Linked DNA regions of Mus musculus: regions 1, 2, 3, 5 and 6 are each linked to region 4. Evidence: chromatin contacts called from public HiCAR-type and promoter capture Hi-C data. All regions are on one chromosome and are shown on one strand. Each heading gives the region's core, a stretch centred on a gene start, on an enhancer-like site or on the middle of the called end of the contact. The rest is flanking DNA. Distances are from core to core; before and after follow the strand shown. Region 1 holds the start of Nsun2 (NOL1/NOP2/Sun domain family member 2). Region 2 holds the start of Cdc14b (CDC14 cell division cycle 14B). Region 3 holds the start of Habp4 (hyaluronic acid binding protein 4). Region 4 holds the start of Uqcrb (ubiquinol-cytochrome c reductase binding protein). Region 5 holds the start of Cdk20 (cyclin-dependent kinase 20). Region 6 holds the start of Ctsl (cathepsin L).

Region 1 (2,950 bases), core at 221-2,720, 2.7 Mb before region 4:
AGGCAGATGATGCTGGTACATGGATTTAATCCACCCAGCAGAGGCAGGTGGATCTGAGTTTGAGACTAACCTTGTCTACAGGTTTCAGAACACCCAGAAATCCTGTCTCGGAAAACAGACAAACAGATGCTTGAAAAATACATCCAGGGACTAGGTACACGGCTCAGCAGTTAAGAGTACTGTCTGCTCTCTCCCTCCCAGAGGTCCTTCCCAGCAACCACATGGTGGCTCACAACCATCTGTAATGAGTCCTGTAATGCCTTCTGGTGTGTCTGAATACAGTGTACTTATATATAATAAACACGTAAATCTTTATAAGAAGAAAAAAAAAGGAAAGTACAACCAAGCTCTTTAAGCCGACAGTGACTTTAGAGCTGAGAAGTGCATTAAAGGGGGTTGGGGACCTAAGAAACACCCAGCACGAGGAAGCATTCTGTACCCACCAGCTTAGTGGTTGTGGAACTTCAACTTTCTGTCCATCTACTTCCAGGTCCTCCAACTCCTTAAAGTACTTGTTCTTCAAGCAATGGAGAATCTCTTTGGCATGGCTATGGAAAAAAAAAAAAAAGCAAGTTTCACAGTCATCTAAGAAGGTGAGTTGGTAAGATTTAATAGCTTTAAGATTGCCAAGTGTTTTAAACGTAAAACCAGTTCTGAGAAGACGTTCCATAAGCGCTCCGGGGTGTGCAGACTTTTTAACACCTAGGCCCTGTTAACATCTAAGAAAGCAACACCATCAATTTTCTAACTCCCTCCAGTTCACTGTTCTGTTGGACACACCTTACAAATAAGGTAAAAGCAATACTGCATTTTGTCACAGCTTCAGTTTTTAATTGCCACGAGTCTTGCGGACAACGTACTTTGACGTGCAAGAGAGGCAAAGATTCCTGCTGCTCTGATGGTCCCCCATAGGACCCAAGTCTTTCCCGGGTCGCGTTTTCTATTCATATTCTAATGTCCCACCGAGGACGTTCCTGTGCACTACAGCCCCCAAGTCCACACCTCAGAAAAGACACAGCAAACGTACCTTTTGTACCCAGTGATTCTCAGTGTGGCTGGGAGAGGTTCTCGGAGTGACTCCATGAATTGGTCCCATTCTCCCTCTGGCACGATCTTGAGTTCCTGATAGTAGTGCTCGAAGAGCTTGTTCTCCTTTACGATCTCGGGATAGCCACCTTCCCAGCCCTGCCAGGAAAGCGACAGGTGAGCAAGCTCCGACCGACACCCGCGAACCCGGCCCACGAGCAAGCTCCGCACGCGCGAGCCCACCAGACACCCCTCTCGTCCCCGCGCCTACCGCCTGGCCTCGCTTTCTGCCGCCGTCGCTGGCGTCTTCCTCGCCCTCAGGCTGCGGCGGCTGCTGGAACCGCCGGCCCCGCGCCCGCCGCCCCATGGCCCACGCGGCTGCACACGCGGAGCGCACACAGCGACCCACCAAACCGCACGCACGCTGCACTTCCGGCTGCATCCCGAGGACCCCGCGGCTGGGTCCTAGCAGAGGCAGTCAAAAAATATGCCTGAAAGACACAACATGCTCCCGCCGAGAACTCACGCAAAAAAAAGGGTGGTATTCCTATAGAGAACGTGTTTCCTCAAATCAACCTTAAACGCCACTGAGCGTGAATCTCCCCGTCTTACACAGAGACTCAGGCACCTGCATGGACGACCTGATCGTAGCGCGTGCGCAGAGAGTCATGGAGTGTTGTCCGATCTGTCGCTGTCCGGGTTAGACTGTGGAGGGGCGTGGTTGCAAGTTAGGCGGGGCGGAGCGAGAGTCTGTTTCGAGCGAAGAGGCGGGGTCTTTGCTGTGTAGGCGGGACTTTGTGGGTGATGCGAGGCTCTGGTGCTCCGCTGTGGCGCTGAGGGGGCGGAGCTCCGGCAGAACTTTTCGCGAGCCAAAGGAGCTCTCAGCCAATGTGTGTAGCGCTCCAAGATCGGGCGGGGCTCTGAGGAGCGGGGCTCGAGACTAAGGCGCCCTCCCCCCGAAGAGGCGTGGCTCCCTGTGTGGGCGGGGTTTTACCCAATCGTTCTCTCGTTTGGATTACGGGCGGGAGGGTATCTTCTGGTGGTGCTAGCCTGTGCTCCTGTCTCCGCCCGAGCAGGTGGCTCGCCCCTCCCCTGGGCAGGTACACCCTGCTGGAGCGCTGGCCCTTGTGGGCTGCTCTGCGCCCTCCTCCTGAGCTTATATGTGGCTCCACTTGGACATCCGAGCATGGAGCACGCTGCTCGACCTCAGCTATGGAGTTGGATGAGTTGCGCCTACTGGATGCGCTAGTCTACCTGGAGGGTTTCCTGGCTTTCGTGGCCTTCGTGGGGCTCCAGATGGTGGGCTCTTCCTACGGCCGCTACTCCTCGCAGTGGTCCGGCCGCCGAGTGCCCGCGCGACCTGCCTGGTTCCTACAGGAGCTGCCTTCAATGGCCTGGCCGCTGTACGAGTGCATCCGTCCTGCAGCCGCCCGACTGGGCAACCTGCCTAACCGCGTCCTGCTAGCTATGTTTCTGATCCACTACGTGCAAAGGTAATGGTCTTCCCTCCTGCGCTTGCTCCCGAGGACCCGCGGCTCAGAGACTTAATTCCGAAATACAAAGGATTGTCTAGAAAGGGAGGTAGAAAGGACCGCACAGAAGCGGTGGAAGTTCGTGTCTGGTCAGGGATAGTGGCACAGTGGTCCGGATTTCTTCCCTGCCCATCTGCAGACTCCGCCCTAAGGAGTATCTGCGATGCCATCCAAGCTGCATTTCTACTGTTTCCCCCTTGGGGAATCTATCCCTGGTAGCCTGTCCCATAGCCAGGTGACCTAGCTTCAGCTTGCTAACAACCTACTCTGGAACCACTGTGGACCCCGAATGTGGACTGGAGCAATTTCAGAGATGTTTTGCTTTCTCTGTGTGAGATGGTATGAATCTTTCCCAGGAGGTGTTATGTGAAAAATGTTTTAGTGACCGCCTC
Region 2 (2,857 bases), core at 260-2,759, 2.6 Mb after region 4:
GAGAGAGAGAGAGAGAGAGAGAGAGAGAGGGAGAGAGAGAGAGAGAGAGAGAGAGAGAGAGAGAGAGAGAGAGAGAGAGAGAGAGAGAGAGAGAGGGAGGGAGAATCCAGTAAGGTGCCTGCAGTGGCTCACACCAGGAATCCCAGCACTGGAGAGGCAGATGCCATTTTCAGCCCAGTCTGGGCTGTGTAGTGGAACACTTTCTTCCATGTAATCCTATGGATTATAGTGGTGGTTAAAAAAAAAAAAAACAAACCAAAAAAAAAAAAACTTTTCATAAAATTTCTGATTGTGACATTTGGTGGCCCTTCTACTGTGAGTCCTTGGAACCGTGTGAAGGACTTTCTCTTCCTGGGCAAAAGTTTTTGCTAACACTACAGACATTTTAAATGTAAGGCCTTCGTTGATGTCCTATGGAAACCCGAAAGGTGAACAAGCAGGTTCTTAAGGGCCCCTGGCTAAGGAAAGCCAGTCCCATATCTTATCTTTTCCGAAGCAGCAGGCTTAAGGTAGGGCTTCAAAACAAAAGAAGCCTTCCCTAGGGGAAGGAACTTCGTGAAATCTGCATTTCTGAGAGGTTCTTTGGGGGAGGGGAGGAGGGACTGAAATTTATCCCTCTGACTCTTGACTTCCCTTTCAGACTAAATCGCTGTTGACTACAGTCCTGCCGATGGGGACTTTGGGACTACCGACTGCTTCCAGTCTCCTCGCCCAAGTAGATGCTACCGTGAAGCTGGGCTCTTCAAAATGGCAGCTATGGTCAAGTTCCAGAAAGATCTGATATCTTTTTAACCCAGTAGCAAAATATGGGGCGGTACCACTGCAGACCCAAAGGAGAAAAGGCCGTTTGCTCAGCTGGCCACATGCTCCAACACTTCGTGCTAAGTCGGACCGTGGCCACCTCGGCTACCCACAGCGAGAGCTAGCGCGCTCCTGGGTTCCGAGGTGAGGTGTCGGAAGGTTCAAACCACCGCGGTAAATCGCATCTCCAGGTGGTTTCACCGACGCTAAGAAGCCCTTATCGATCCGATCCGATCGGATAGGTGGGAAAACGGCGCTGGTCTGAACTTCTAAGTTCTGAGGTCCACTCTGCCTTGCGTCCACAGAGCTGAGGACCGTTTCAGCAGCCTACACACTCTCCTAGCAGGCGGCCATGACAAGGCTCCCTTGGCGCGAATTACAGGGGAGACCCAAGAAACACTTAAAAAAGAAAAAAATTCCATCTCAAAGATCCGAAGTGGAGTTATTAGGGTAGGGTTGTGCAGGAACTCGGAGACTCACTCGAGGAACTGGGGACTGAGGCGTCAACACCTGGACACAAGAGACAAAAGTTAGAGGGGTCCCACCAAGGGGGTCGCCAGCACGCTTTCTGCCCGATTGGCGGAAGCGCTCAGACTTTTCTTTATGGCGTCACCGAGTACCTGCCTGTAGGAAGGCTCCAGTTGCGTGACGTCACGCCGCACTGACCAATGAGCGGCCCGAGCCGGTAGGCCCCGAGGAGGGTTGTGGGCCCTTCTTTTTGTGAATGAAGCTCCACGGAACATCCCTCCTGGGGGTCCCCGGGAGCCGCGGCCCGCTGAGCTCGGACGCCACGGCAGCAGCGTCCCAGGGAGCGCGCGCTTTGCTCCAGCCACCGGCCAGCGCTGTGGGGCCCCCGGGTCGCGGGCGGCGGGAGACGCAGCGCGAGGACCCGGGCCGGGTTGCCGGGCCATGGTCGCGGTCCCCTGACGGGCCGCGACCGCCTCCATGAAGCGTAAGAGCGAGCGGCGCTCGGCTTGGGCCACCGCGCCCCCCTGCTCACGCCGCAGCTCGTCCTCCTCTCCCGGCGTGAAGAAGAGCCGCAGCTCCACGCCGCAGGAGCTGCACCGCCTGGAGCAGCAGGACGACCTGTACCTGGACATCACGGGTGAGCCCCGCCACACCCCCACGAGGCTCGCGCCTCCTCGAGCCTCTAGTCGCCCGTGCGCCCGCGGTAGCAACTTTACCGGAGATGGGCCGAGGGGTCACTCCTGCAAGTGAGTCCGGCCTCGGGAGCGGGGCGGCTCTGCCCTCGAACCCACCTCATCGCGGGATGAGCCGGCGCGGTTGTTCCCACGCGAGTCCGAGCCTCTGCTGAGTCCCGCTGGTCTTTGCTGTCCCGAGGGCCCAAAGCCTCGCTGAGCCTTAGCAACGCGTGGGATCCGGCCCGAGCCCCCGGCCGTCCGACACCCCCCCCCCGCCCCCCACGCTGTCGCGCCCTCTCAGGCCTCCTGAGGGATCTTTGCCCTCCCTCTCGTGCCTCCAGAAAGGTGTCACGTTGATGGCGTTTGAACCACCAAGCGTGCTAAGAGCTCAGAGGTGTCACTTTTGAGAAATCCCCGCCAGCCGGAGCGGGTAGAATAGCCGCTTTCGAGGGTGATTTTTTTTCTTGGTGTCTCAGTTCTTGAAGACGAAAGAAATCCGTTTTGGCAGCCGCTCGGTTTGCTGGGGTTGATAGAGAAGCCAGAGCTTTGCCTTCGTTGTACTGATGTACGTGGAAAAGCGTTGTCAGCTGCATAGCTGCCTGCGCGGTTGAAGGAAGGTGCCGCGTTTTCTGGGGCGGATGGTGTCCACCTCTTGGTGGGGTTTTTAGAAAAGGTTTCCAAGACTTGAACTTGGACTTTGCTAGGTGGGCTCTCGATTGGTGACATTTATTTATTTAGGAAGTGTTTAGACAAACAAATTTAGTAGAAAGTATATTCTAGATTAATGGGCAACTAGAAAGTAAGACCGGTTTTTAAAGGAAGCTGAGAGGAGAGGAAAGGGTTTTTTTTTTTAGCGTTTGAAGGAGGAAGACGAAGGACTTGTTTTAACTATAGCCCCTGACTAGTGTCTGCCC
Region 3 (2,972 bases), core at 372-2,871, 2.7 Mb after region 4:
TCGTGGTCAAACTACCCTCTAATCTCAATACCCCTTCTTGCCAATCTTAGGGATATAAACTTAATACGGGAAAACCGGGCGTTCATTTGGTGAGAGCTTGGCTGCAAAAGCCTTGACGCAGCTCAGGTGACAGCCACGAAGTCTGAAGCAGCCTCCCACGCAGACAGTACACCCAGCGGAGGGCTGACCCCTTCTGATTAAGCAGAAAGGGTAACTTTGAGCATTCCGCTTGCAAAGGCTAAAGCCGCTTCTAGAAAAAACAGTATTCAATCAATCACAAATAACAAGTCCCACATACACTATTTGTTCCACCTGCAATCGATGTCAGCTAACACCTAGAGGCTACCATATGAGGATGGAGAAAAGAGCTAAGGCGCAGAGGAGCCGGAACCTCAAGCCCACCCCAACTCACCCTGGGCTCAAGTCTGCCTTCCGGGGGCTCCCACACGTAAGGGTACCCAGGCCTCCCAGGATTTCGAGGCCCAGAATCTGGGATCCCTGAAGGTTTCAGCAGTGCATCGCCTACAGAGCTGAGTCCCGCAGAGGCCGGGAGGGAAGATGAAGGATGCAGCCAGCTGCAGATGTGAGAATCCCAGCTGCGCAACTCTCAGGCTGTCAGTCCCAGCTCCTCCACGAAACCAGGAATGTCAGGAGGGTGACCCCGGAAGAGTCATACTATGCCTTTTTGCCCATCAAGAACCTCCAGCTCGGCCCACCCGTAACGGATGGATAGGGACGACCCCCAGCCCCGGAGAGAGGGTGATTCCCAACCCCTCGTGGATTGGGACCCAGGGAGAATGACCAAAGGCCCTCTGTCCACCAAGATTCACGGCTCTGCTCACTGTCCCCCATCTGGGATGAGCCCACCGAGAGTGAAACCCTGACCCTTCCACTGAGATAGGGTGACCAGGGAAAATGACCACCCAGGAGGATGGCCCTGGAGGGTCATGATCCCTCAAAAGTGGCTCCCTAGAGTGATCCCTGGAAACGTGACCCCGAGAGGATTATTATCTTCAAGGGTGGCCCCTGAAAGGATGACCCCGGGTCCTGCGCCCATAAGGACTCCCAGCTCTGATCCGCCCACGCGTCCGGGATCGGTCCCCGCGACTGGAGCTAGCGGCTGCAGGGGTGACCTCGGTGCCCACGGCGTACCTGGCGGCTGCGGGCCCCCAGGGCTGTCTGGCTGCTGTGCGCCGGACGCCGCGAGGCTCTTGCGCTCCTTCTGCGACTCCCTGCGGCCGCCTGCGCCAGGCCTGTGTCCTGAGGCCACAGCCGGGCTCCTGCCGCCACGGTGCCCGGCCCCGCTGGCCGCCGCCGCCGCCTCATCGCGACGCTTGCGCTGCAGCTGCTGCTGGCGCCGGTGCTCGGCCTCCCGCAGGATGTCGAACGGGTCCGACTCGTCGTCCAGCAGCTGATGGAAGCGGTTGGCCACGACGCAGCCGAACGTCTCCTGCATCGCGGCGCCCGCGGCGGCTACAGGGCTCCCCAGGGCCCCCTTCATGACGCCGCCGCTGCGGGCGCCGCGGGCAGCCCAGGCCAGTGAGGTTCAGCGAAGCCGCGGGCGAGGACCCATGCTGCTGCTGCTGCTGCCGCCGCCGCCGCCGCCGCCGCCGCACTCTCGGCCCCGCGGTCGGCTCCTCCCGGCCTGCGCGCCCCAGCCAATGAGCGCTGGTGGACACGCCCTTCGGCCCCGGGGCGCACGAAGACCCAATGGGAGACCGGTGTCTGTGACGTCACGCCCCACTTTATCCCCTCCCACTCTATAGCCTGTGGGCGTGGTGGTATGGGGCTTGGGCGGAGCTACCACCAGAAACTCAGGGAGGCTGCAAGCCTTCTCTCGCCGGTGTGCGCCAGTGGGGAGCCTGGTTGCACACCGCCACACTTCACCAAAATGACCTAGTCAAGAGCCTTTAAGGGCTTGCGTGTCTGGGGGAGAGCTGTAAACTGAGGGAAAGTGCCTAGAGGAGAGGCAGCGTCCTCAGCTGGGTGCTGACCCATTCAAGAAGCCTGGAGAGACTTGCGTTTCAAGAGGTGTGACAGGAACAAGAGACCAAAACAACCCATTCAAGTGCAAAGAAACAACCCCAGACCCACTGTGATGTTGTGATGAGTGCGGGAGCGGACAGGGTGAGGTTTAGATAGCGGTTGTTTTTCTTTTGAGACATTCAGTTAAGGCCTGGCTTCTGGGGAATGAAACTCCAAATTAGATGTCATGCTTGCTGGCGAGTGCCTTTGCTCTCTGAGCCATCACTCTCCTGAAAATTAATTTTGTAAGTTAGCATTCAAAGTAATGGTTCTTATGGTATGTTTGTGTGTTTATATGTGTGTGTATATATACATGTTTATGTCATTACACTTTGTTCAAAACTGTCTCCACATTGCCCTTCTCCATGATGCCATCCCTGCCTGCTGGTTCCCTCCCTATCACAAGCAGTTTTACTTCATAGAACATATGTTTTACTTCATAGAACATGTGAAAGGAATAATTAAATACAGGTGTTAAAAAAGGTCTGAGTTTTACTGTTGTCCAACTTCTCTGTGCAAAGAAATCAAAAGTGATTTTTGTCTCAAATTGTAATTTCCTGGGCTTGCCATTCAGGGACCTCAGGGGTTCTCAGTAAATTGTCAGATGGCTAGAGATTTTAAGATAGGTGGCCACTTCTTTCTTTGAATTAAAGATTAGAGCCTGTATTTTTCTAGCCAAAATTGGAAATAGGTATTCAGATGAAAACTCGTATTATTCTCAGAGGTGCTATTCACAATAGCCGGGAGGAAGAAGCAGTCCAAATGCCCATTAACTGGGTGATGGATGAATAAGATGTGCTACAACAGAAGCTAGGATGGGGTGGGGGGAGGGCAGAAAAAGAACAAGTGTTAGCACACACTACAAAACAGGTGAACCTTGGACCATTGTGTGAAGAAAGCTTAGATGATGTCAGGGATAGGGATAGTTTTAGTTACCTTCGCATTGC
Region 4 (3,075 bases), core at 255-2,754:
TTTTTTTGAGACAGGGTTTTTCTGTATAGCCCTGCTGGCTGTCCTGGAACTCACTTTGTAAACCAGGCTGGCCTCGAACTCAGAAATCTGCCTGCCTCTGGCTCCCAAGTGCTGGGATTAAAGGCGTGCACCACCACTGCCCAGCTCATTTCTGTATTTTTGACATTAAATCCAGTCCAAAATTCAGAAAAGATAGTTGATGTCAATGAGAGGGAAACCAAGAAATAATAAATAGTATCTACCTCAAAAAAAAAAAAAAAAAAGACCACTATCGAGTCATAGTAAAACTCAACAGTAACTCCACTTTCTGTCCTTAGTTTTTTATTTTAGACTCTACCTGTTGGGGTTGAGATCTTGAAAGCACAGTCTATAGTCTTTCTGCTTGCTCCATTTTTAATACTATATGCAAATTCTAAATATATCTTAGGGGTTTTGTTGTTGTTGTTTTGTTTTAGGTAAGGTCTTGCAGACTGATGCCAGATTCACTATGTAGACAACTGTAGTCTTGAACTTGCAGGGATCCTCCTGCCTCAGACTACTGAATTCTTGGATCTTGCATGTGCCATTTACTCCTACCTTAAAGTTAATATTTTTAAAGCTTATCCAACCTAACTTTCTACTAAAATTGTTTGATAGGGATTTTTAGGTGGGGAAAGTGAAGCCTAGAAGCTGAAAGTTATCTGGGATTGGTTGTGCAGCATATGATCCTAGAAATAAGGAAGCCCGAATTTGAAACTGGATTTCTCAATTCTAGTTAACAAACAAACAAACAAACCTGGACTCTACCCAATTTCAATGCCCTTGGATAACTTATTGAACTTTTCTGAGGCTCAGCTTCCTTCTCTCTTCAATACTGATAGCACCAGTAATTACACTGATGATTTAGAATTAAATGAGAATATAGCCACACTTCTGAACCCAAAGATTGCAGACCTATAGATTGAGTCTACCACAGATCGGGAAGGGGTATATCTGTGTTAACTATAAATGTTCATTATACCTGTGTTACTTCCAAAATAGTGCAGTATAACAGTTATTTGTGTGGTGCTTACTTTATATTCTGTATTAAAGTAATCCTGAGGTGATTTAAAGAATGCAATAGTGTATACATTATATTAAAACACCGCACCATTTGACATAAAGAATTTGAGCATCAAGCGTCCTCTAGCGTCCTAGCATCCCCTCCATGCATTTTGAGATGCGGTTTGCCTGAAAATCATTTACTACATTACCTGTCTCCAAGACTCCATTTATTCCGCAAAGGTTCTTTCCTATAACAGAGCATTGAATAACACTGTCTCCTAATTTCGCAGTACTTTCCCCATTGTGTCGCGAAGAATGTTTTTTGTAACAAGGCACACAAAAAGATCAGCCTAATGTGTGGAGTCCATTCAGGTAGGAAAGAGTAAATGCCTTCTGCTGGCGGTCAGAGCAGCGCCTGCCCCTCCCTTCCCCTTCCTAAAGTATCCAGGACGCCTGCGTAGGAGCCCGGCGTGTCCTCTAGGACTTACCCAGAAGGCAGCGCTTCACTCTCAGGTCAAAATGGCGGGCCGATCTGCTGGTGAGTAATTACTCCTCCTTTGTGGGTATCGTGGAGCGGTTGTATTTTCTCACGAACTTGTTCTCCTTTTGCGTTAGCTAAATAGCTAGTTTGTGATAAGAGACGTGGCGACCCAGCAGCTCAAAGGACAGGTTTCGCTGAGCCAGGTCGGGCCTGCCTGAGGGTTAGAACAGGGACCTCTGCCGGAAGGAGCCCAGCGGGGCTGACCGGGTTCGGCCTCCTTCCCCTCCGCCTTGGGACAGCTTAGGGAGGTGAGGAGGTCAGCAGACGACAGCCACAGCGAGTAGTGGGGAGCATTTGGAGTCAGGCGCAGGCCACTTCAGTGACAGTGATCGGAGCAAACAGCGCCCGAGCCCGCATGACGCTCCTAAGACTTGTCAGAAGAATTAAAAGGAAGTAAGATAGGGTTATAGTGAGGTTTCAGGTTAACCTTGGCATATCTGGACGGTGAGCTGGGGCTGCAGGGCTGTAAGGACTTTTGTTTAATGTAGGCACTAGAACAAATTTGAGATAGAGTGCCAGAATGTTTTCACATCAAATATTACTCACCCTCTCCCCTCCTATTTTTTTTTAAAGCTTAATCTTTGCCCACTGATGGTATACGTTGGAATAGTCTTTAAAAACAATACTGATAACCTTCTCACAGTCCCTGGAAATTCTGAAGGCATTAATTTTACCCATTTGACACAATTTTAGGAAAAGTATTCTGTTTTGTTGAGTTTAATACTTACGTAAGCCAGCTTCCTTTTCTGCAACAGGCTTTTGATCTATAATGTGGCAAACAGAGTAGTGCCTGACACATTTGTTAAGTAAATATTAATCGATATTATAATCACTGCTGTGTTAACAATTTAGTTCTTATGCTTTTTTTTAATATTTTTATTTTTTGAGCCAGGGTAGCCCAAGTTAGCTGTGTATTGAAGAATGACCTTGAACCTCTGATTCTTTTTTCCTCCACCCTAAAAATGCTGGAATTGCAGGAATGAATCACTATGCATGTTTTATGTAGTGCTGGAGTTGGAGCCCAGGGCTTTGTGGTGTATGTTAGGCAAGCAATATACCAACTGAGCATTAGCCCTTGACAATTTAAATTTCTCTTAGAAACAATTTTATGCATGACTTCTAATTTAAAGGTTGGAGGAAGCCATGTAGTAATCTGTACTGAGGATTAGGAAATTAGAAGGAGATAATAAGAAGGGAGCCTCTTTTTCCTTCTATGGTAAGAAAGTAGCCTTAACGCTTAGGGACTGAGAATATAGCTCAGTTGGTAAAAAGTTTGCCTTGCAATGTAAATACTGGCCTGATTTCGGTTCTCAGAACCCATTTTGTTTGTTGAGCTTTTTCTTTTTAAATAAACTGAGTTCCATTATATGAGACACGTCTCAGTAGCCCTAATCCATGCTTTTAATCCTAGAGCTGGAGACAAGGAAACAAGTGATCTTGGGGTTCACTGGCCTTTTAGCCTAATGTACTTGGCACTTCCAAGCCAGTGAGAGATGCCATCTCAAAAATGA
Region 5 (3,124 bases), core at 141-2,640, 2.5 Mb after region 4:
ACTTCACAATACAGGAGCACACAAACTGATTCCATCACACATAAGCTCTCAGGAATCAGACTGAGACCAATTCCTCAGTGTCACTAGTGCTGTGTACAGGCCAGAATTTTTAGGAGGCCCCAGGGGCATTCTGGCAGTGTCACTCAGCTGCAGACCCATGAGCTGATGATAAAAGCCAAGCATTCCCCTGTGCTTAACAAAGACCCTGAAGAGAAAGAAAGAAAGAAAGAAAGAAAGAAAGAAAGAAAGAAAGAAAGAAAGAAAGAAAGAAAGAAAGAAAGAAAGAAAGAAAGAAAGAAAGAAAGAGGGAGAGAGAGAGAAAGAGAGAGAAAGAGAAAGGAAGGAAGAAAGGAAGAAAGAAAGAGAGAAAAGCAGGGTGAACGGAGGGTGACCACACATGAAAGTCTTTAAGATATCCTTCAGAACAAAGTAGGGGCTCAACGGGTGCAAACTGCTGAGAAGTCAGCATGGTTAGGGGCATAATTTAATGGCCCAGCACCTGTCTAGCATAAGGAAGGTGGGAGAGCAGGTATAGGAAGGAAAGGAGAAAACAAAAAGAAACACACACAATAGTTAAAGGGGGGGGGATGCATAAACATATGAGCAATGGGTGTGTAAATGAGAGAGAATGGGAGGGTTAAGTACTCAGGTGAGAGTGGATCTGGGAGCATAAATAAGGAGTAAGCAGGAGGGGGCAGAATGGGGATTAGAAAGGACTCCTTTAAAGTGTATACTGGTGAGTAGAGAGGGATGGAAATGAATGAAAGTGGTCGAGAAGCTGCTGTCTTGGAACCTGCCACCGGTCTTGTTCACCCGAGCCCTGCATGACCACCTGAGCCCAGCCCCACTCACATATTGACTGTCCTCTATCTCCTGCAGAGCCTTGATTTCTCTGAGGGCCTGGTTAGGAATACCATCCTCCAGCCGCCGCAAGGCCACCTTCTTGAGGGCAACGATCTCGCCAGTCTGTGCAGGAAAGAGTGCCGACACTGCCAGAGACCTTTGGCAAGGTAGGGGCAGGGAGAGAACACCCCAGGAGCGAGACACCCCACAGAGACCCGCCCCTAAGTCGGGAAGATCTGAACCGACCGCCAGGGGTCGCGCTCCCGCAGTCCGGCCGCTGGAAGCGGGATCGCCACAGATGGGACCCCGCCAAGTATCCTAAAGAGACCTCTGAGGCGCGCCCGCGCGCGCTAGCAGATCTCTACACGGAAAGACTGCAGAGGGAGCGCAGTGGGCATCCCTCGGACTGCACGTGCGGCATGGTCTCACCTCTACGTGCTTGGCTTTGAAGACGATGCCGTGGGCGCCCTCCCCGATGCGACCGAGGATGCAATACTGGTCCATGTCGGCCCGCGGTGCCCAGATCCTACTCTACAGGGATCCAGCATAGGCTCCTGCAAGCGTTGCCTAGCAATAACGCGTCTAGCAGCTGCTCCGTAAAGCACGTGACCGGAAAGACCAGTGCTGAGCTCAGTCAGGAATCTGCATCCCCTCTAGGCAGCACCTTTCCGCAGCCTTCGGCAGTCACTCTATCGTAATCTAACGCTCCAGGACGTGGCCATAGCACCACGTGACAAGAAACGCTGGTGCGTGGGGCTGAGAGGGGCAGGGCTACGCATGTAAAGGGTGTGTTCATTCGCCCAGAGGCGGAGCCTCTGGTAGGGAGGTGGATCTGGTGGAAGACTTCCAGAAACCAGCAAGAGTATCAGGTGGCAGGCACTCACTCAGCCGCTCTCTACATTTAGGCCTCTTTGTAACTGACGCAAATCATTGTTGCAGACAAGCACAGAGCTGAGTCGTGGAGTGTCTTAGTTAGGATTTTACTGCTGTGAACAGACACCATGACCAAAGTAACTCTTATAAGGACAGCATTTAATTGGGACTGGCTTACATGTTCAAAAATTCATCCTTTGTTATCAAAGGAGGGAGCATGGAGCATCCAGGCAGGTATGTTGCAGGAGGAGCATATTCAACTGCAGGCTGCTCGGAGAAGACTCGCTTCCAGACAGCAAGAGTATTAAAACCCACTTCCACAGTGATACACCTACTCTAATAAGACCACACCTGCTAATAGTGCCACTTCCTAGCCCAAGCATATACAAACCATCACATGGAGAATCACTTGGGTCTTTGGTCCCCAAAGGGCATCATGAATCCAAGTACCTTTTTTAAAAAGCTTACTAGCACTGACGATAAAGCTCCTTTGGTGAGGTGCTTGCCTAGAGTGAACAAAAGCCTTTGGTTCGACTCCCTGTACCACCTATGTTGGTTGCTCTAAATCACATCTGCCGTCCCAGTACTTGACAGGGTCTTATTAATCTACACAGTGCGATGCATCCTGCTTAATAAGAGACCTTATCTCAAAATAGAGAGAGGTGTCCACAAGTATATGAGATGACGACCAGCACCCCTACTAATTAGGAAAAATGAAATCAAACCACAATAAGATATCTTACACCCTTTAGGATGATTACTATCAGGAACGTAGATGATAAACCTGATACAGTTGTTCTGACTATAACTCTTGTATCCAGCAGGCCAAGACGAAGAGAATCTCAAGTACGAAGCCAGTATGGACAAGGTTACCTGCTAACATGGTAAAGCTGTGGAGAAATCAAGACAGAAGAGAGGGGAGAAGAACCTACACTAACGTGGGAAGGCAAGGATGCCAAGAAATTACCACTTTTGTGTGCGTTTGTTAAAAAGTGTTTCAGGGGTGGTTGCTCACTCCCTACAATCCCAATACTAGAGAGACTAGGAGTTGCAGGAGGATTGCCTCAGGTTCCAGGCCAGCCTGAGCTACAGTGTGAGACTTTCTCAAACCCAAAAGAAACGAAACTTTTAAATAGAATATGAAACTAGCCAGGCTCTATGGACTGGCTGTGGGACCCTCTTCTCAGGGAATGAGATAAGTGAAAGTTTTTGCCATACCTGTGGCACACACTACGCCTAGGTTTAAATCAGAAAAAGGAAATCCAAGTGTGGACTAGGGGGTAGAGGGAGCGTGAGGGGGCAGAAGCCCAGGAATTTGAGCTTATCCTTGATTGTATGCTGAGTGTAGCTTTCATTGGCTAATTACCTCTGAATTAAGGAGATTGTAGCATTGATATCCAAAACTAAT
Region 6 (2,769 bases), core at 124-2,623, 2.5 Mb after region 4:
TAGGGCCAGGAGGTAGTGGCGCACTCCTTTAATCCCAGTACTTGGGAGGCAGAGGCTGGCGGATCTCTGTGAGTTTTGAGGACAGCCTCATCTATAGAGCAAATTCCAGGACAGCCAAGGCTACACTGAAAACCCTGTCTCAGAAAATATTTTAAATACTATTATAAAAGACATTACAAGTCAGGCAGTAGTGGCGCACGCCTTTAATCCCAGCACTTGGAAGGCAGAGACAGGCGGGTTTCTGAGTTCGAGGCCAGCCTGGTCTACAGAGTGAGTTCCAGGACAGCCAGGGCTACACAGAGAAACCCTGTCTCAAAAACAAAAACAACAACAAAAACAAAACAAAAAAAAAGACAATACAAATTTTTAAAAATCACATACTGAAATTAACCAAACTCAAATATTATAAAGCTTCTAAACAGAATAGCCAATAAAAAAAATCTTATATGGCTAAAAAAAAATTACACTTTACCGAATTATTTTCTTTCAATCTTACCTATACCTGTATATATATTTTTTCTCTATCCAAGTAATTTCTTCAAGCTACACAACTACAGCCTTCTATTAAATATTACTCTTCTTGAGTGAGGAAGAGGAAACTAAAGCGGATAGCTCGGAGATAGCTTTAATCCCGGCTCTTGAGAGGCAAAACCAGGATGCCTGTGATTGCCTGGTCTACATTATTAAACCCTATAACCCCTATCTCAAACACATACTTATATCTTTTCCAGCGAATTTATCAAATTCCAGAAGTGGCGCATGCCTTTAATCCCAAAACTTGGGAGGCAGAGGCAGGCGGTTCTGAGTTCGAGGCCAGCCTTGGTCTCCAGAGTGAGTTCCAGGACAGCCAGGGCTACACAGAGAAACCCCGTCTCGAAAAGACAAAAAAAAAAAAAAAAAGGAAAAAGAAAGAAAAAAATTGAAAGTAAGAAAAACAATTCATAATGTAAAGTAGGAAAACAGTCTCCATCGTTCTCAACCGCTTTTTTTCTTTTCTTTTCTAGCCACCATCCTACAACCCCACCCCCACCGCCGCGTCCCCGCCTGCCACGAAAAGAATTTCTACCAGACTTGAGAGAAATGCTCCTAAGGAACAATCCATGTATAGGTAAGGCAGGAAGTGCGGCGTTAGAAGCCACGTGCTGATCTAAATTCTATGGACACCCGTCCAGCCAGACCCTGGAGAGGTGACTCTGTCCTCCGCTCTGTCTTCTTCCACTTACATCAGCATTGTTGTGGGTTAAACAGAAACCACGGGTTATGCAACTCTCCACCCTGCACATTTTAATCTACAACTTTCATACAAAAGGAAAGGTATGGCTGAGGTGGAAATTCCACAGCAGGCCTTTTTTTTCCTACGCTTTTCTTACAGAACCAAGGCACCACGCTGGCGTGGACCCTCCAAAGTGGATCAGCCTCGCCCCAAGGCTTGCACCACAGGACAGGTTACGACCCGGCGGCGTCACGCGCCCGGACTCCCGCAGGCTCCGCCCCGAGGCAGGCATAGCCAATGACGGGGCGGGGGCGGGCCCTGTCGGGGCTGTAGCCTGAGAGGCTTTAAAGCCTGAGCCCGGCGCTGTTCCTCCAGATTCTCGGACCTCGGCGACCTCCGGGGATCCGAGTTTGCAGACTTCTTGTGCGCAGCTAGCCGCCTCAGGTGAGTGACCCCCGCGGGTTTAAAGGCTTCCCGAGCAAGGGCAGGTAGGGGAATCTAGAATGTGGGAACCATAGCATCTGCAACCCGGACTGGAGACCCCCGGATGGGCCAGGATCTCGAGGATGTGTCCTCGGCCTCCCCGAAGTGATAGGCCCTTGTTGTCGAGCGGGGTCTTCATCAGGTCATGTGACTCCGGGCTGCCGGGACCCGTAGGGACAGCGGGACCCCCTCAAGCTGGTCACGGGACCCAGGGCTCCTTGTGCCGCCATAACATTCGCGGGCGGTGGCCGCGAGCGCGGAGCGGACGCCCATCCCCCTCTCCCCCGGACGGGCCCAGCTTGGCCCCTAACCCGAACTGAGATCGCATAAGGAGGCATCGCCTTGAGGCTTCAGTTCGCCTGATGTGCAGCTGTGCGTTAAAGTGTGTGGTGGCAACCCACCCTCTGGGTACTCCTGTATGCCCACTTGGGGTCACTAATACTTGTCAATAAATGACCTGGACCCAGTTGTCCTCTTAAGATTCTGACGCATACAATATCGGAAGACTTAAGACTACCGTGGCGCTATAATAAGAGAAAGTGGGGGGGGGGCTGTCGAGATGGTTCAGCGGGTAAGAGCACTGACCGCTCTTTCAAAGGTCCTGAGTGCAAATCTCAGCAACCACATGGTGGCTCACAACCACCCATAATGAGATCTGACACCCTCTTCTGTGCGTCTAAAGTCAGCTACAGTGTACTTATGTATAATAATAAATCCTTAAAAAAAAAAAAGCAAGAGAAAAGGGTTTACCCCTGTTCCAATGACTACTAGGCTGTTTTTGTTTCAGTAGCTAGAGTCTAGGAACCTCCAAAGATTAATTCCTGACTTGTTTTTCTCCACTCATAATCACATTTGTTAACACGTGCAAGGATGCTTCAACTCAGAACGGTTTACTGCTGGGCTGGTGGCTCATGGATCCCTAAACTTGAGAGATGGGTCATTGAAAAAGTTTAAAGCCTAAACTACATGAGAAACTGTCCTTAAAAGAGAAAGCTTCCGTGGGATTCTCATTTCCTCTTTTTCCTTCCCTAGGTGTTTGAACCATGAATCTTTTACTCCTTTTGGCTGTCCTC

Evidence for each region. Promoter capture Hi-C pulls out the DNA fragments that hold promoters and counts their contacts. HiCAR-type assays count read pairs that join an accessible place to other places. Capture Hi-C pulls out chosen DNA fragments and counts their contacts.
Region 1: a contact with region 4 is called in a promoter capture Hi-C map of liver, with 3 times the contacts expected there. The contact joins the promoter of Nsun2 here to the promoter of Uqcrb in region 4. A contact is called at or near these places in 3 of 39 promoter capture datasets (the 3T3-L1 cell line, liver and pre-B cells), 1 of 115 datasets of contacts at active chromatin or transcription factors (pro-B cells) and 1 of 9 other capture datasets (liver).
Region 2: a promoter capture Hi-C map of second pharyngeal arch cranial neural crest shows a contact between it and region 4. The contact joins the promoter of Cdc14b here to the promoter of Uqcrb in region 4. A contact is called at or near these places in 4 of 39 promoter capture datasets (cranial neural crest, hippocampal neurons, maxillary cranial neural crest and 1 more).
Region 3: a contact with region 4 is called in a HiCAR-type map of astrocytes, with 6 times the contacts expected there. The contact joins the promoter of Habp4 here to the promoter of Uqcrb in region 4. A contact is called at or near these places in 3 of 39 promoter capture datasets (cranial neural crest, hippocampal neurons and pre-B cells) and 1 of 115 datasets of contacts at active chromatin or transcription factors (astrocytes).
Region 5: a contact with region 4 is called in a promoter capture Hi-C map of hippocampal neurons, with 7 times the contacts expected there. The contact joins the promoter of Cdk20 here to the promoter of Uqcrb in region 4. A contact is called at or near these places in 5 of 39 promoter capture datasets (cranial neural crest, frontonasal cranial neural crest, hippocampal neurons and 2 more), 1 of 484 Hi-C or Micro-C datasets (cerebral cortex), 2 of 115 datasets of contacts at active chromatin or transcription factors (astrocytes and pro-B cells) and 1 of 9 other capture datasets (liver).
Region 6: a contact with region 4 is called in a promoter capture Hi-C map of hippocampal neurons, with 6 times the contacts expected there. The contact joins the promoter of Ctsl here to the promoter of Uqcrb in region 4. A contact is called at or near these places in 6 of 39 promoter capture datasets (cranial neural crest, hippocampal neurons, liver and 2 more) and 1 of 115 datasets of contacts at active chromatin or transcription factors (astrocytes).

The regions. Positions count from the first base shown.
Region 1 is chr13:69,610,536-69,613,485 of GRCm38.p6, reverse strand. It overlaps Nsun2 (NOL1/NOP2/Sun domain family member 2), which reads right to left and starts at 1,470. Exons shown (of 19, transcript NM_145354.5): 1 at 1,298-1,470; 2 at 1,028-1,185; 3 at 444-548. The coding sequence starts at 1,393. It overlaps Srd5a1 (steroid 5 alpha-reductase 1), which reads left to right and starts at 2,023. Exons shown (of 5, transcript NM_175283.3): 1 at 2,023-2,519. The coding sequence starts at 2,239.
Region 2 is chr13:64,273,640-64,276,496 of GRCm38.p6, reverse strand. It overlaps Cdc14b (CDC14 cell division cycle 14B), which reads left to right and starts at 1,509. Exons shown (of 14, transcript NM_172587.3): 1 at 1,509-1,906. The coding sequence starts at 1,747.
Region 3 is chr13:64,160,515-64,163,486 of GRCm38.p6, reverse strand. Habp4 (hyaluronic acid binding protein 4) reads right to left here and starts at 1,621. Exons shown (of 8, transcript NM_019986.3): 1 at 1,153-1,621. The coding sequence starts at 1,501.
Region 4 is chr13:66,903,779-66,906,853 of GRCm38.p6, reverse strand. Uqcrb (ubiquinol-cytochrome c reductase binding protein) reads left to right here and starts at 1,504. Exons shown (of 4, transcript NM_026219.2): 1 at 1,504-1,561. The coding sequence starts at 1,543. Gm10767 (predicted gene 10767) reads right to left here and starts at 1,439. Exons shown (of 3, transcript NM_001177750.1): 1 at 1,233-1,439. It also overlaps a transcript of Mterf3 not described here.
Region 5 is chr13:64,430,819-64,433,942 of GRCm38.p6, reverse strand. It overlaps Cdk20 (cyclin-dependent kinase 20), which reads right to left and starts at 1,390. Exons shown (of 8, transcript NM_053180.2): 1 at 1,273-1,390; 2 at 853-966. The coding sequence starts at 1,347. 1700015C15Rik (a long non-coding RNA gene) reads left to right here and starts at 1,507. Exons shown (of 3, transcript XR_873594.1): 1 at 1,507-1,589; 2 at 2,538-2,692.
Region 6 is chr13:64,369,124-64,371,892 of GRCm38.p6, reverse strand. Ctsl (cathepsin L) reads left to right here and starts at 1,373. Exons shown (of 8, transcript NM_009984.4): 1 at 1,373-1,657; 2 at 2,729-2,769. The coding sequence starts at 2,740.